Regions from separate parts of the Capsicum annuum genome. Here region 2 is linked to region 1. The links are chromatin contacts, called in public Hi-C maps. All regions are on one chromosome and are shown on one strand. Each heading gives the region's core, a stretch centred on a gene start, on an enhancer-like site or on the middle of the called end of the contact. The rest is flanking DNA. Distances are from core to core; before and after follow the strand shown.

The links. A called contact is a pair of places that touch in the nucleus more often than the background predicts.
Region 2: a Hi-C map of leaf shows a contact between it and region 1, with 3 times the contacts expected there. The contact joins two enhancer-like sites. A contact is called at or near these places in 2 of 5 Hi-C or Micro-C datasets (leaf and placenta).

What each region holds. Positions count from the first base shown.
Region 1 is chr6:98,717,170-98,723,700 of UCD10Xv1.1, reverse strand. It overlaps LOC107873225, which reads left to right. Exons shown (of 10, transcript XM_016719983.2): 9 at 1,399-1,659; 10 at 2,376-2,985. The coding sequence ends at 2,720. Among protein-coding and RNA genes, the nearest start is that of LOC107873225, 39 kb to the left of the region's middle. Within about 2 kb of position 3,475, at least 4 of the 5 cell types and tissues checked have an H3K27ac peak or open chromatin away from gene starts, as enhancers often do. A contact at or near this core is called in leaf, where this site is marked.
Region 2 is chr6:99,198,367-99,204,897 of UCD10Xv1.1, reverse strand. No RefSeq gene overlaps it. Among protein-coding and RNA genes, the nearest start is that of LOC107873228, 12 kb to the left of the region's middle. Within about 2 kb of position 2,432, at least 4 of the 5 cell types and tissues checked have an H3K27ac peak or open chromatin away from gene starts, as enhancers often do. A contact at or near this core is called in leaf, where this site is marked.

The sequences.
Region 1 (6,531 bases), core at 2,226-4,725:
TTGTGCAACCAAGGTTTCCAAAAAAGTGACAATAATGCTACACTTTATGTGAAGACACTCCCTAATGATGGCTCATTAATTGTTTCTTTATATGTTGACGATTTGCTTGTGACAGGTAGTGATGAGGAAGAGTTTTTGAAGTTTAAATTGAAAATGGAGAAACTGTTTGAAATGTCAAATTTGGGAGAGATGGAGTATTTTTTTGGGCTGGAAGTATGCCAATCAAAATCTGAAATTTTTCTCAATCAACACAAGTATGCTTTGGAGATTCTGAAAAAGTTCAGAATGCAAAATTGTAAACCTGTTCCTACACCATTGGTTTTGAATACAAAATTCATAAAAGAAACGAAGTAGAGAAGTGTGATGCTTCATTATATAGAAGTTTGATTGGAAGTCTCTTGTACTTAACGGCTTCAAGGCCTGATTTAATGCATGCCGCTAGTTTTCTTTCAAGATTTATGCAAAGTCCCAACGATATTCATGTTGCTGCTGCGAAAAGAGTGCTTAGGTATTTAAAAGTTATTGTACAACTTAGAATATGGTTTAGACCAGTTGAAGAAGGTGCTTTGCTTGTCTTTGTTGATAGTGATTGGGCCGGACATATTGGCGATATGAAGAGCACTACTGACTATGCTTTTTCCTTGGGTTTTGGTGTGTTTTCTTGGAATTCAAAGAAGCAAGAAATAGTGGTGCAATCCACTGCAGAGGCAGAGTGCAGTGTATGTAGCAGCATCTAGAACAACAAATCAAGCTTTTTGGTTGAGGAAAATTCTGAAGGATCTTGGAATGGAATCGCAAGTTGCAACTAAGATCATGTGTGATAACACCTCGGCAATTGCAATTGCAGAAAATTCAGTGCAACATAGTAAAACAAAGCACATCCTTGTCAAGTATCATGCCATTAGAGAAGCTGAGAAAAATAAGGAAATCAAGCTTGTCCATTGTAGTTCAGAGGAGCAACTCGCTGATATATTTATCAAAGCTCTTCCCAAATACAAATTTGAAGCTCTTTGTGAACAACTTGGAGTTACCAGCAAACATTTCAAGGAGTGTTGCAATATTGAGTTGTTTGCTGTTATCTTTCCTTTTTAGTTTAGTAATTTTATTTCTGAAATTCAGTTATTTAGTTGAGATAGACTAGGATTTTATTAGTACCCTTGTTGAAATAGAATAGGAGTCTTTTGTCTATTTATTTTCTAAGATGTGAATGAATAAATAAGCAGAATATTTTTTTTTATCATCTAAAAGTAACTTTTCTTCTTGTTCTTCTTCTCTGTATTCTGTATAACAACATTAAATTTGTTGTGTGTTTGTTTCTTTCGTTTTCTTTTGGGGTTCTCCAAATGTATTCACACCACATTTTTCTTTTTCCTCGTCTGTAAATTATCAATCTTGCAGAGAGTGATGAAGGAGAAAAATGCTCTTGCGGAAAGGTTAAAGAATGCTGAAGCTGCACGGAAAAGATTTGATGAGGAATTGAAACGCTATGCCACAGAGAAAGTGACCAGAGAAGAATTACGAAAATCACTTGAGGATGAAGTACGCCGGTTGACCCAAACAGTTGGGCAAACAGAAGGGGAGAAACGTGAAAAGGAGGAGCAGGTTGCTCGCTGTGAAGCTTTTATTGATGGAATGGAATCCAAGCTGGAGGCTTGCGAGGTTCTTACTCTTGATATTTCTTGTCCTGTTTCCTTATGTCTTGTTTTCTGCCTTCATTATGGAGGTGGTTTAAATCTTCTATGTTGTGAAAATGTAAGAAAAAAGGATCTTTCCTACCTAGTCGAATATCACAAAAAATTTAAAAATGAAGTATAGATATATTAGGCAAAGCAGCCATCGTAGTATTTATGGAAATTTGATCACTTAGGGAGTATATTTTTCTTTATTGTTATAATTTAGAAAGGCAGGACTGCATTCTATATATCCTTCTAGGGCTGGTTCAGGTGTTTTGAGTCTATATATAAGAGTACTGAATTTTTGTTGGTTTCTTGGATGTGCCTTACTTTCACCCTCTCAAAGGTAGCAGAAGAGTGCAAAAGCTAGCAAAGGTGTGGATCTTTTTTAATTCGTTTTTTTTTTTTAAATTATTTTGTTTTTTTATAAATCTTGCAGAAGTCAAGATAGGAAAATATAAAAATGATAAGCAATTTTCCATGGATATAAGGCTACTTCTGCTAATTTAACGATTTAATCTTTTTCCCTTTTGAGTTTTCTGGTTTTATTTGTCTTTCTTCCACATCGTTTGTGATCACTGTTACTGTACAAATTTGGCACAATTTTGGTGCCATCTTGCGACTCTTTTTTTTCTGTGGAACTTACTGTGATAGGCGCTAGGTATCAAAACTGATTATTTTCTTTTGTTGCTTCATTTTCAGCAATACATCCGTCAGCTTGAAGCATCACTTCAGGAAGAAATGTCTCGGCATGCCCCACTGTATGGAGCTGGCTTGGAAGCTTTATCAATGAATGAGTTGGAGACATTGTCACGGATTCATGAAGAAGGGCTCAGACAGATCCACGCCATCCAACACCGCAATGGAAGTCCAGCTGGTAGTCCTTTAGTAAGCCCCCATAATCTTCCACCCACTCATGCGTTGTTTCCTGCCGCTCCTCCTCCAATGGCTGTTGGACTGCCCCCATCCCTTGTTCCAAATGGTGTTGGGATCCACAGCAATGGGCATGTAAATGGTTCGACTGGGCCTTGGTTCAATCGTTCTTGAATCTAGGTGTAGGACGACCCTTGGTATGATCAAGGTGTTTAGCTGTCTCATCCCAGAGCCTTGGAGCTTGGTCGGAGAGCAATGTGTAGGCAGTCGGGTCATCTTTTCTCTCTTTTTTTTTTTTTTGAGTTGTTTGGCATAGGCTGGTAGCACTGTGGTGAAAAAATGGTATTGATCCAATGGCACAAACAGTTCAAATGGCACACTCATTCATGGTTTTAACTTTTTCGTTAAATCAATTAAATGCATTAGAAAATTTTGATTACCGTTTCTCTCGTATACTCAGAAACTCGGATCTTCATTCGCGCTTCATAGTTACATCTGTGACTTTCTTGGTAGGGGCTAATTTTTAAAAGGAAAAAGTTCAAATATGCTATCGAACTTTGAGAAAAGACTTATTAGAAGTTAGAGTTTAGTAATGCCATTGATGTTAAACAATCATTTTTATTTACAGGAAAAAGAACCTGGTTTTACAATACTACTTTCTGCACATGGCAAATAATAATTCGGTCGTGTCACTAATCAAATCAACCAAAAATTAAAAACCCACCTAAACTAAAAAAAAAACGCACTTACCCGACCCACATTCTAATTCCTACTTCACACTTCTTCGCTTTCTTCCTCATCCGTCACCGCCACCAAAGTAGGTCCAGCTCTGCTTATAGTGCAACCAAACGCCCTTTGACGCCGCTTCTTCACCCGTCCATCCCAGGAATTAACGGCCTCTTGTCGGCTCGACAATCTTATCCGATGGAAACGCCTTGCCTAAACTCCTGCAATATCACGGCCACCGATGCCTCCCGCCTGACTAAAGTTCCATGTCACCTCCGGTGGCTATGCGGCCCTCATGTTCTTCGTTGGGGATTTGAATTCGGAATTAGAAAGTAAAAAAACAAATCTTTTTCATATGGAAACTTCAATGGAATCAATTCTAGTAGATCATAACTTCTACTCAACACAAAACTACCCTTGATTAAAGTTGCTATATTATCAGCAGCACTAGACCCAAGTCCACTGCTCAACGGCAACGCATTTTCAAGAGAATTTGATAAAGCAACTGTATCATCAGCATCTTCATAACCTTCACTCTAATCGGTTAAAAGGGGATGTGGGTCGGTAAGGGTGGTTTTTTTTAAAATTCAGGTGGGTTTTTAATTTTGGTTGATTTGATTAGTGACGTGGCCGAACTATTATTTGTCACGAGTAAAAAGTGGTATTGTAAGTTCAAAAACTGTTTTCTGCTAATAAAAATGGCAATAACCAACCATTTGTTTAACGGCAATGATCTAAATGAGTTCAATTTTAACGGATAATATAAATGAGTTTTTTTTTAAAAAAATTTAATAATATATTTGAGCCTTTTTCCTTATTAGTTTTGCAGCACGTGAATGTCAAGTCATGTAGTACACACAGTTGTTATCACTTTAGTCTTAAAATAACTACCTATAATAAAAATAAAATAAAATAAAATAATTGTTATGAAATATAAAACAAAGAAGAAGAATAGAGAGAGAAAAAAGAATGAATATTATTTCTCTTGAGGGATTCTTGATGGGTTAATTATAATGAAAGAAAATTTCTTTATTTATAGGGAAAAACTAATCTTGGGGTTTCTAACTTTTTCATAAATAGACACACTATAATTGGTAAAGTACACATTCACTTTATATGATAAAGTAGACATTCACTATATATAGTAATATATTTATAACACTCCCCCTTGAATGTCTAATTGATAGATAATGTGCCTCGTTAAAACCTTACTAGAAAAAACTCAGTGAAAAAAAATCTAATAAAGAAAAAAGAATATATCTCTGACAATACGCATATAGGCTGCCTCATTAAAAACCTTACAAGGAAAATCCAATGGAACAAAATCCCGTAAGGAGAAAAGAGTACAACGCGTATTAACTCCCCCTAATGAGAACATTCTTGAGCCTTTGTATCCCGATCTTGTGCACCATCTTCTTGAAAGTTGCAATTGAAGGAAACTTGGTGAATAAATCAGTTATATTGTCAGTTGAATGAATCTGTTACACGTTAATATCACCATTCTTTTGGAGCTCATGTATGTAGAAAAACTTTGATGAAGTGTGCTTCGTTCTATCTCCTTTCACGAATCCTCTCTTAAGTTGTGCTGTGCATGCTGCATTATATCCGTATAAAATTGTGGGTACAATGTCACATTTCACACCACATTTTTCTCAAATAAAATGTATCATGGATCTCAACCATACTCATTCTCGGCTTGCTTCATGAATAGCTATTATCTCAGCATGGTTTGATATAGTGGCTATATAGACTGCTTTGTATATCTCCAAGATATGACAACATCCTCACATGTGAATATATAACTTATTTGAGATCGAGCTTTATATGGATCAGATAAGTACCCAACATCAGCATAACCAAAAGATCAGGATTACGATCTTTAGAATAAAATAAGCTCATATGTTTGATCATATTCCGATGTCTTCTAGTAGGAGCAGAACTAAATATACCTTACTAACAAATTAATCAAAAAAGGCTATGTCATGCGTATTTGCAAGATACATTAGTGAACCAATTACACTAAGATATGATACTTCTTAACCAAAGAGTTCCTCATTCTTTTCTTGAGCTTGGAATGAATCCTTATTCAATTATGCATGTTTCTCATTTAAGCAAATATTCTATTGCTTTTGAAAACTCTTCAAGAGTTTCAATAATTTTCAAGATATAAGCTTATACAATATAAGGATTATAAATAAGTTTCCCAGAAACTTTTATATGCTTCAAAAATTTTGAATCCTTAAACAAGTTATGTAAATTTTGTCAAGTGACAATATTCAACATTTCATACGTGACTTCTTCAAGTATCTGGACTGCAAATCAAATAAGTTTTATGCTTACTAAGATGCATCCTTTTATGTCACTTGATAAATGTTTCTACGTCAGCATGCTTAAATTAACATAGAATTAAGATCCTCATAATCTTTTACAATATTGCACAAATATTGTATCAAAGATATCATTGATGATATATTATTTTGTATCAGTTCACAGTGTGATATAATATTTTGAGATCTCATTACTTCATTATTTTTAGGTACCTGAACCTCTCATAAGGTTTTATGAAGTGTTATGTTGTAGGCTCTTCAAGAGCATATTGCCTTCTTATTATGATTATTTGCTCTGCATCCTTTTCAAGGATTATTTCATTTGAAACCGATTGGTCTACCATGCTTCACACATGCATAGACTTTGTCCTTTAGGAACACAAAACAGGAGCACTTGCAACTTAAATATGAGATGCTTTCGGCATTTGACTTGAATTATCTTTTGAATGAGGATCTGGTGATAATTCCTAACATATTTCATAGTTTCTTATAATCTCCCCCTTATGTTAAGAAAACTAACATACATGCTCTATCTTTTTTAAGGAATCCATCTTTGTGCATCATGGTATATTTATTAATCGTATACCGCATATCAAAACTATTAAATGGACAATGTATGGTTCTTGACTCAAAATAAACTTTGAGGGAGATTAATAATAATTTATTGGTTTGATGTATACAAGTACTTTTGTATATATCATATTTCAAACCAACATATAAAGCTTTGTTATCATTAGCAGTGGTTCGACTATTTATTGAAGGCATTTAATGCCAAACCAACATTATCATGATAAATTGTCTTGATTATACAATCTGAAAATTATGCTCTTAACTCAATTTTATTGAGCAAGCAACTTTATGCATATCAAACGCAGGTTGACAATGAATGTACATGTGATCATCTTATTGATGCATCTTTTCAACATATCACA
Region 2 (6,531 bases), core at 1,183-3,682, 480 kb before region 1:
CGGTACTCTATAAAGGGTCTTTCCCCTAGGTGTGTGTTGAAAGTGGATCTTAGAAAATCTTATGACTCAGTAGAATGGTTCTTTCTCAAGGGTATGCTAGCTAAGCTAGGATTTCCTACGAAGTTCATAAGCTGGGTCATGGAGTGCATAAGTTCTGTATCCTATTCCTTGATCCTAAATGGGGGACTTACAAAACCTTTCCAAGGGAAAATAGGTATAAGACAAGGTGACCCCATGTCACCCTACTTTTTTGTGATAGTTATGGAGTACTTAAATAGATTTAAGCTGCATAGACAGAGAAAAGGGCTTCCAATACCACCCTAGATGCAAAAAACTTAGGGTTAAGCACATCTGCTCCTATTCTGTAAAGCTAAATTACCCTCAATCACTCTCATCTAGGAGGCTTTCTATAGGTTCTACAAGGCATCTGGCTTTCAAGCAAATATTGACAAAAACTCAGTCTATTTCTCGAGTGTAAACCTCAGGAAAAGCAACAAATCCTTGAGTATCTGGGCTACAAGGAGGAGGGTATTCCCCTTAAATATCTAGGTGTACCTCTTTCCTCAAAAAAGATTACTATAGATCAACGCATGCCCTTGGTGGAAAAGGTTGTTGAAAGAATGACATATTGGAGTGCAAAGTTAATCTTATATGCAGGAAGACTCCAGCTAATAAAGGTTGTGGTGTTTATTATCCAAACTTACTATACACAGATATTCTTGCTACCAAAGAAAATTATGAAGATGATAAATAGGTTGTGTAGAGTTTTTTTTGTAGACTGGAAATATACTGACTTCTAAAAAAGCACTTGTGGATTGGGAAAAGATTTTCCTTCCAAAGGCCGCAGGGGGTCTAAATGTCATGAACTTATACCTTTGGAATGCAACTGCTATTACAAAACAGCTCTGGGATCTTGCTGACAAGAATGACTGTCTTTGGATTAAATGGGTTCATATCTATTACATAAAAAATAATTCTATAGAGTCCTATGCAAGCCCAAAAAATTCTACTCTGGTTATCAGGAAGATCATTGATTCAATACAACAGATTATGAGGGCCCATGGATTACAAGAAGACTTGCAGACTAGACTGGCATCATGTGTCAAAGGCTCAAAGTTCCTGATTAAAAAGCTTTATGATGCGTTGTCACCTCAATATCCAAAATTCCCTTGGAAAGGTATTATGTTAAGCCCATGTATACATCCCAGGCATAAGTTCACATTATGGATAGCATTACACCACAGGATCCCTATAGTGGAAAGACTAGCAAGAATTGGGATACAAATACCTGTTGAATGTGTGTTCTATCGAAATGCTGATGAGACCCATGATCATCTATTCATGAAGTGTAATGTCATTAGAAGACTGTAGAGCAGATTGCTGCAATGGATAGGAGTACAGAGGAATGTAGGTTACTGGACAACTGAATTAAAGTGGGTGACCAAACAAACAAAGGGAGGATTATCCAAAAGCTCCATCATTAGCTATATATTTGCGATGGTGATCAATACAATGTGGAGAACCAGGAACCTTATCCTATTCTAATAGGGAAGGTATAATTAGGACCAGGTTTATCGGGAAATTTCCATCCATGTCAATATCCAAAGCCAAACATACAGGAAATGGGAAGTTCCTCTACAACAAGTTACAGTACCATGAAGAAGTCACCTGATTGTTGCTATAATTTCTTGATCGTAATTTTGATAGAACGTCTCTTTGTTAGTTATTATTAGATTAGAATCCCTAACTGATAGGTGAGGTCCTAGAGTTGGTAAAGTTTTGATTTCCTGTATGAGAAACAGGGGGTTTAACCCTGTTTGGAACTTGAAAATATCCTTTTGGTGAAATAAAATATTTATTTACCAACAAAAAATCTTGCTCCTACTTTGTGAAGGTAAGAGAGGTTATTTCCGATAAAGTTATCATCATCTTCGAGCATGTTAACCCATGCTTCTATTCCTTCCCCGTATTTTATGCGCAGAAAGATGATTATATTCTCATACGAAAAATGGTCGTACATACCCATACTGGCTTTCCCCTTCTGAAATCCACTTTATACACAGGAAACCTACACCAGCTTGTAAAATTACAAAACTCAACTTCCCTTTTAAAAACATCTTAGCTAACTTTCCCATATGTTTCAAGAAGTCTAGTCTGTTCTTTAATTTCCTAATGTAATCACTATTGATTTTCCTTATTTCACTTCTTAGCTGGTATATCAAATCGTGTCTTGTACTACTTTCAACCATTTCTGAAAATGCCAACGCAGCTGTCTATAAGTTCCCAAAGAAGTAGTCTAGTATGGTTGGATTCATTCTCGACCTTTAATTCACTGCATGCACGAACATCTTCTTGTTAGAATCTTTGTTCAATTTCCAAGTCTCCTCCCATATAAAGGTTGATAGAGCTTCCACGCGAGTGGGATCTTTCTCTTGTGATCCTGATGAAGCTGATTTCTTGAGGGCATCAAGCTTTTCCTTATAAAAAACAAATCTCCTCTTTGTTAGAACTTTTCCTTTTTCATCCCTAAGGATGTATTAAAACTTGAATTAGACAAGTCTATCAGTGGAAAAAGAGTAGTTGCCAGGTTAAAATAAGGTTGCACAATTTTCGAGTCCCCTCCGTGGCCTTGTATCAAATAAATTAACTTGGGCTGCTAGAAGGACATCATCATAATCATCATCATCATCATCATCATCCTTTTCTACTTTTGGGAGGAAATCTCTTAGTTTCTCCATTTTTGGAGTTTCTACATACTCTGAGAAGTTATAACCATGACCTTGAGCAACAATAAAATCAGCTCCAGCATCATTGCAATCGATGAAATATTTTTTATCGTCGAGCCTTCCAGCTAACGGGAAGAATCAACTTAAAGCATCAGATAGAGATTGCTTCAAAGACACTAATTTGCGAAAAAGTTGATAGAAGAAAATTAGAGGGATGAAAACTGGAGGTGAGATTTGATCAAGAAATGATAGTTTGTGGATTCTAAGCAGAGGAGAAGTTGGGAAGGATGATTTGATCATTTTTTTGGATATGATCTCCACCTTGTTGGCTTCCATCATCACTTGTACTTTTATGATCCTCTCAAAATTGAATAAATACTTGTTATTTAACTATGGAAATGAAGAGTATTGCTTTTAAAATGCTATATGTAGGATGTGGTATTTTAATCCATTTGAAAAATATGTTTATTTCCTAACTTGACAATGTTTGATTTCAATATTTCACATGCTTTGCTCCCAAAAGAAATCAGTCGTTCATCATGTGATTATGACTAGCTGCATTTACAACATTTGATTCGATAATGACTAATATAAGCGATCCACTTGTCTTGCTCTAAAAAGAATTGGCAAAATATCTACTGGACCTATACTTATTTGTGTTTGTATTCTGGACCCTCTTACTTATCTTTTTGTTTGCTGAACTCTTAAACCCATTAAAATGCAATATTTTAAATCCTATGACCGTTGAACAAGCTTATTTGGCAAGTTAATGGTTACATTGGAATAAATACTGAAATCACGAATATAAGACGCATACACGTGAGATTTTTGACTAAAAATAATTAAAATAAATAAAAGGACCAAAAAATTTTAAAATGCCCGACAACCTTCTTTCTTCCACCCCCACCCTCTTTTCCTTACCCCACCTTTCAATCCCTTCAACTAAAATATGTTTTGATTTGGCCCTGTCACCAAAATCCAATTTTTTCATAGTTCTTCGTTCACTCGATCAAACTTTTCGATTCCACCCTTCCTCAATTCTTCCTCTATTTTCACGACCTTCAAAGTTTTAATTTATTTTGTGTTTTTTATTTTTCTCTCTAATTTGAAAGTCATATTTAATTAAACCAAATTTTCAATCAAAAAATACAAATCTTTTCTTTACTAAATTAAAGAGAAAATATTGTTACTCCTTGAAACTAAATTAAAGAAAACAAAATAAAATCACAAAAAACTTTCAAGCCCTTCTTCTACCATCAAATACTACGAATAATAAAGAGTATAATAAAATTATTTCTACTTTGAAATTTTTTTATAATCTCTTCCCCAAGTTTCACTAACTTTGTAGTAAAAGGAATCTGAAGAAGAAATAAGGAGGAAGAAGGGATCTAAGAAGAAGAATAACAGAGAAAAGAGGGGGTGGGGTGGGGTGGAGGGTTTGATGAAGAAGAGGAAAAAAATGTGGATGGGAGGATGTTGGGGAGGGGGCATGAGAGGGGACCTAGTGAATGAAGAAAAAGAGATGAGGGAAAGAGGAACAAAGTAGATGGTAGGTATGAATAACATAAGAAGTGGACTGGGGGGTGAGGGGTATGTGATTTAATTATTTTTTTAAATATTTAATCTCTTAGGTGGTATTAAAAAATGATGTAAACGTAAGCAATTGTACTAGATGCACACCGAGTAGCCATAAAAGAGGTTAAAAATATTATGTCTTATTCAATTTATGTATCCAGTAGTAAAAGGGTGAGTAGAAGGGTCCTTAATACAAAGACATACAAGTACAGGGTCCAATAAATTATTTTGCCAAAAGAATTTGATAAAGAAGAGAAAATAGAGGCATGAGTTGTCAGTTTCATTCACATTATCACTTATTTACTCAATAACTTTAAAATTATATTTTAACATTAATAATTTATGCTACCTCTATTCATTTTAAAATCTACAAATCTGCCCCTGTGCAATTTTAAAGATTGGAACTAGCTGTGGGAAACTACAAACCTGCCTTTGTGCTATTTTCTGCTTCATCACGATCTCCTCTGTGATCGCGGTGAAGCCATCATGATCACTATTTTTGACAGATTTGGGTTGGTCACAATCATGACCCTCAGACCGCGATTGTGATAATAGAGGCTTAATTCCTGCTCCTGCTTTTCCAGTTTTTGCACTAACTCTTCCTATTTTGATCTCTTTTAAGCTTATTTCACTTCTTTTCTTTCCGTCACCTGTATGCCTGTAAAACATAGGAATTAGTGCATTCCAATAACAAATTTGTCTTATTAACACCATTTAACCATAGTAGTGTACACGAATTTGGAGATAAGTGAGCGGTAAATTTACCAGTCATCGACACCCCCAACTTAAACCTTTGCTTGTCCTTAAGAAACACAATTTCTTACTCAATGAGACTATCCAAATTTAAGCCTCTTTATATGACCAAATGATTACAATGACTTCAAAATTGGTTAACACCAATAAGTAGCTCTCAAACATGGTAAAAGCTATTCTCACAACTTCATTCAACATAAAGCACAATCTCAAAGATGCAAAAGAATTTAAAGAAAAACTATCTAGAAGTGACTACCTATCTATAGTGACTCAATTATTCTCCTATACCTGATTCTCGAAAGATTGCAATTTCCCCCGCCTCAATTAGTCAACATGCTTGCTCATAATAAGAAAATCCAACACACCAAATTACCTATTATGCAACAAGGTATTTAAGTGCAAACACTCACTATCATAAAGACTCTCTCTATGCTAACAAGTACCATTCCATATGCTTGCCCTTATTTTCAATCGCCACTACTAAGAATACATTTGGTTGGATATCTCGAAGGGCTTTTTCAAGATTGTAACATAGGTTCGGGAAAGGGTATGATATCATTTAGGAACAAAGTGTCTACACCCTCCTTTAACATCTATATCACACCATTTAACCAAACTTTTTACCATGGACCACTTTATTTGTTTCCTAAATTCACACATACCTACTTACGCTACCTTGATTTACCTATCTCTTTGAAAGCATTTTATTTTAGACTATTTTTTATAATTTATGCCATTCCTTCTTTTGATGATTCCTTTCTTTTTCACTTTTTCACTTTGTCTTTTTGCTTAGCCTTTTAGTCATCCACTTATAATATCATGGCCCAAGGTCACCTCTTCCAAGACTTACCACCCCCAACTTAGGAATTTGGCCTCATGTTTCATTTTTATAAGTTCAAGGATGGTAGGGTTCAAAAGAGGAACAAACTTCAAATGGTTCAAGGCTTGTAATGTGGTTTAGGCTCAAGATGGGTAACTAAGGATACTATTCTATGTATGGGTAGGCTATCTAGGCTAAAGTGGCTTCCTATGCTCACAAAAAAGACCTAAGATCATTTCACCAACCAAGCATAATCACAATTAGCCTTGAGAAACTAACAAGGAATGTTCTAGATGATAGAAGTATGTATGAGAGTTAAACAACTATGCTCACCGCATATGTCATGCAAACTTTTCAAGGAGGCTCAATTGCATTTCCTACTAGATACAAAAGGAGGTATTTACCATATATTACAAATTAATGACTTCGGAGTCACAAATATAGGTAAAGTATAGTTACAAAATTATTCACGTCCATGCCTTTGGTTTTCAAAAAAAATTGGACAAAGAGGGTGTTTACTTTGCATTTACACCACGCAAATTTTTTTATTGATTGCACAAAACCAAGCTGTTGTGTCACATTTTGTCTCTCATCAGGGAAAACCATATGGCTACTCAACTTCACCATAGGTATAAGGGTGATCCCAAAACTCCAATC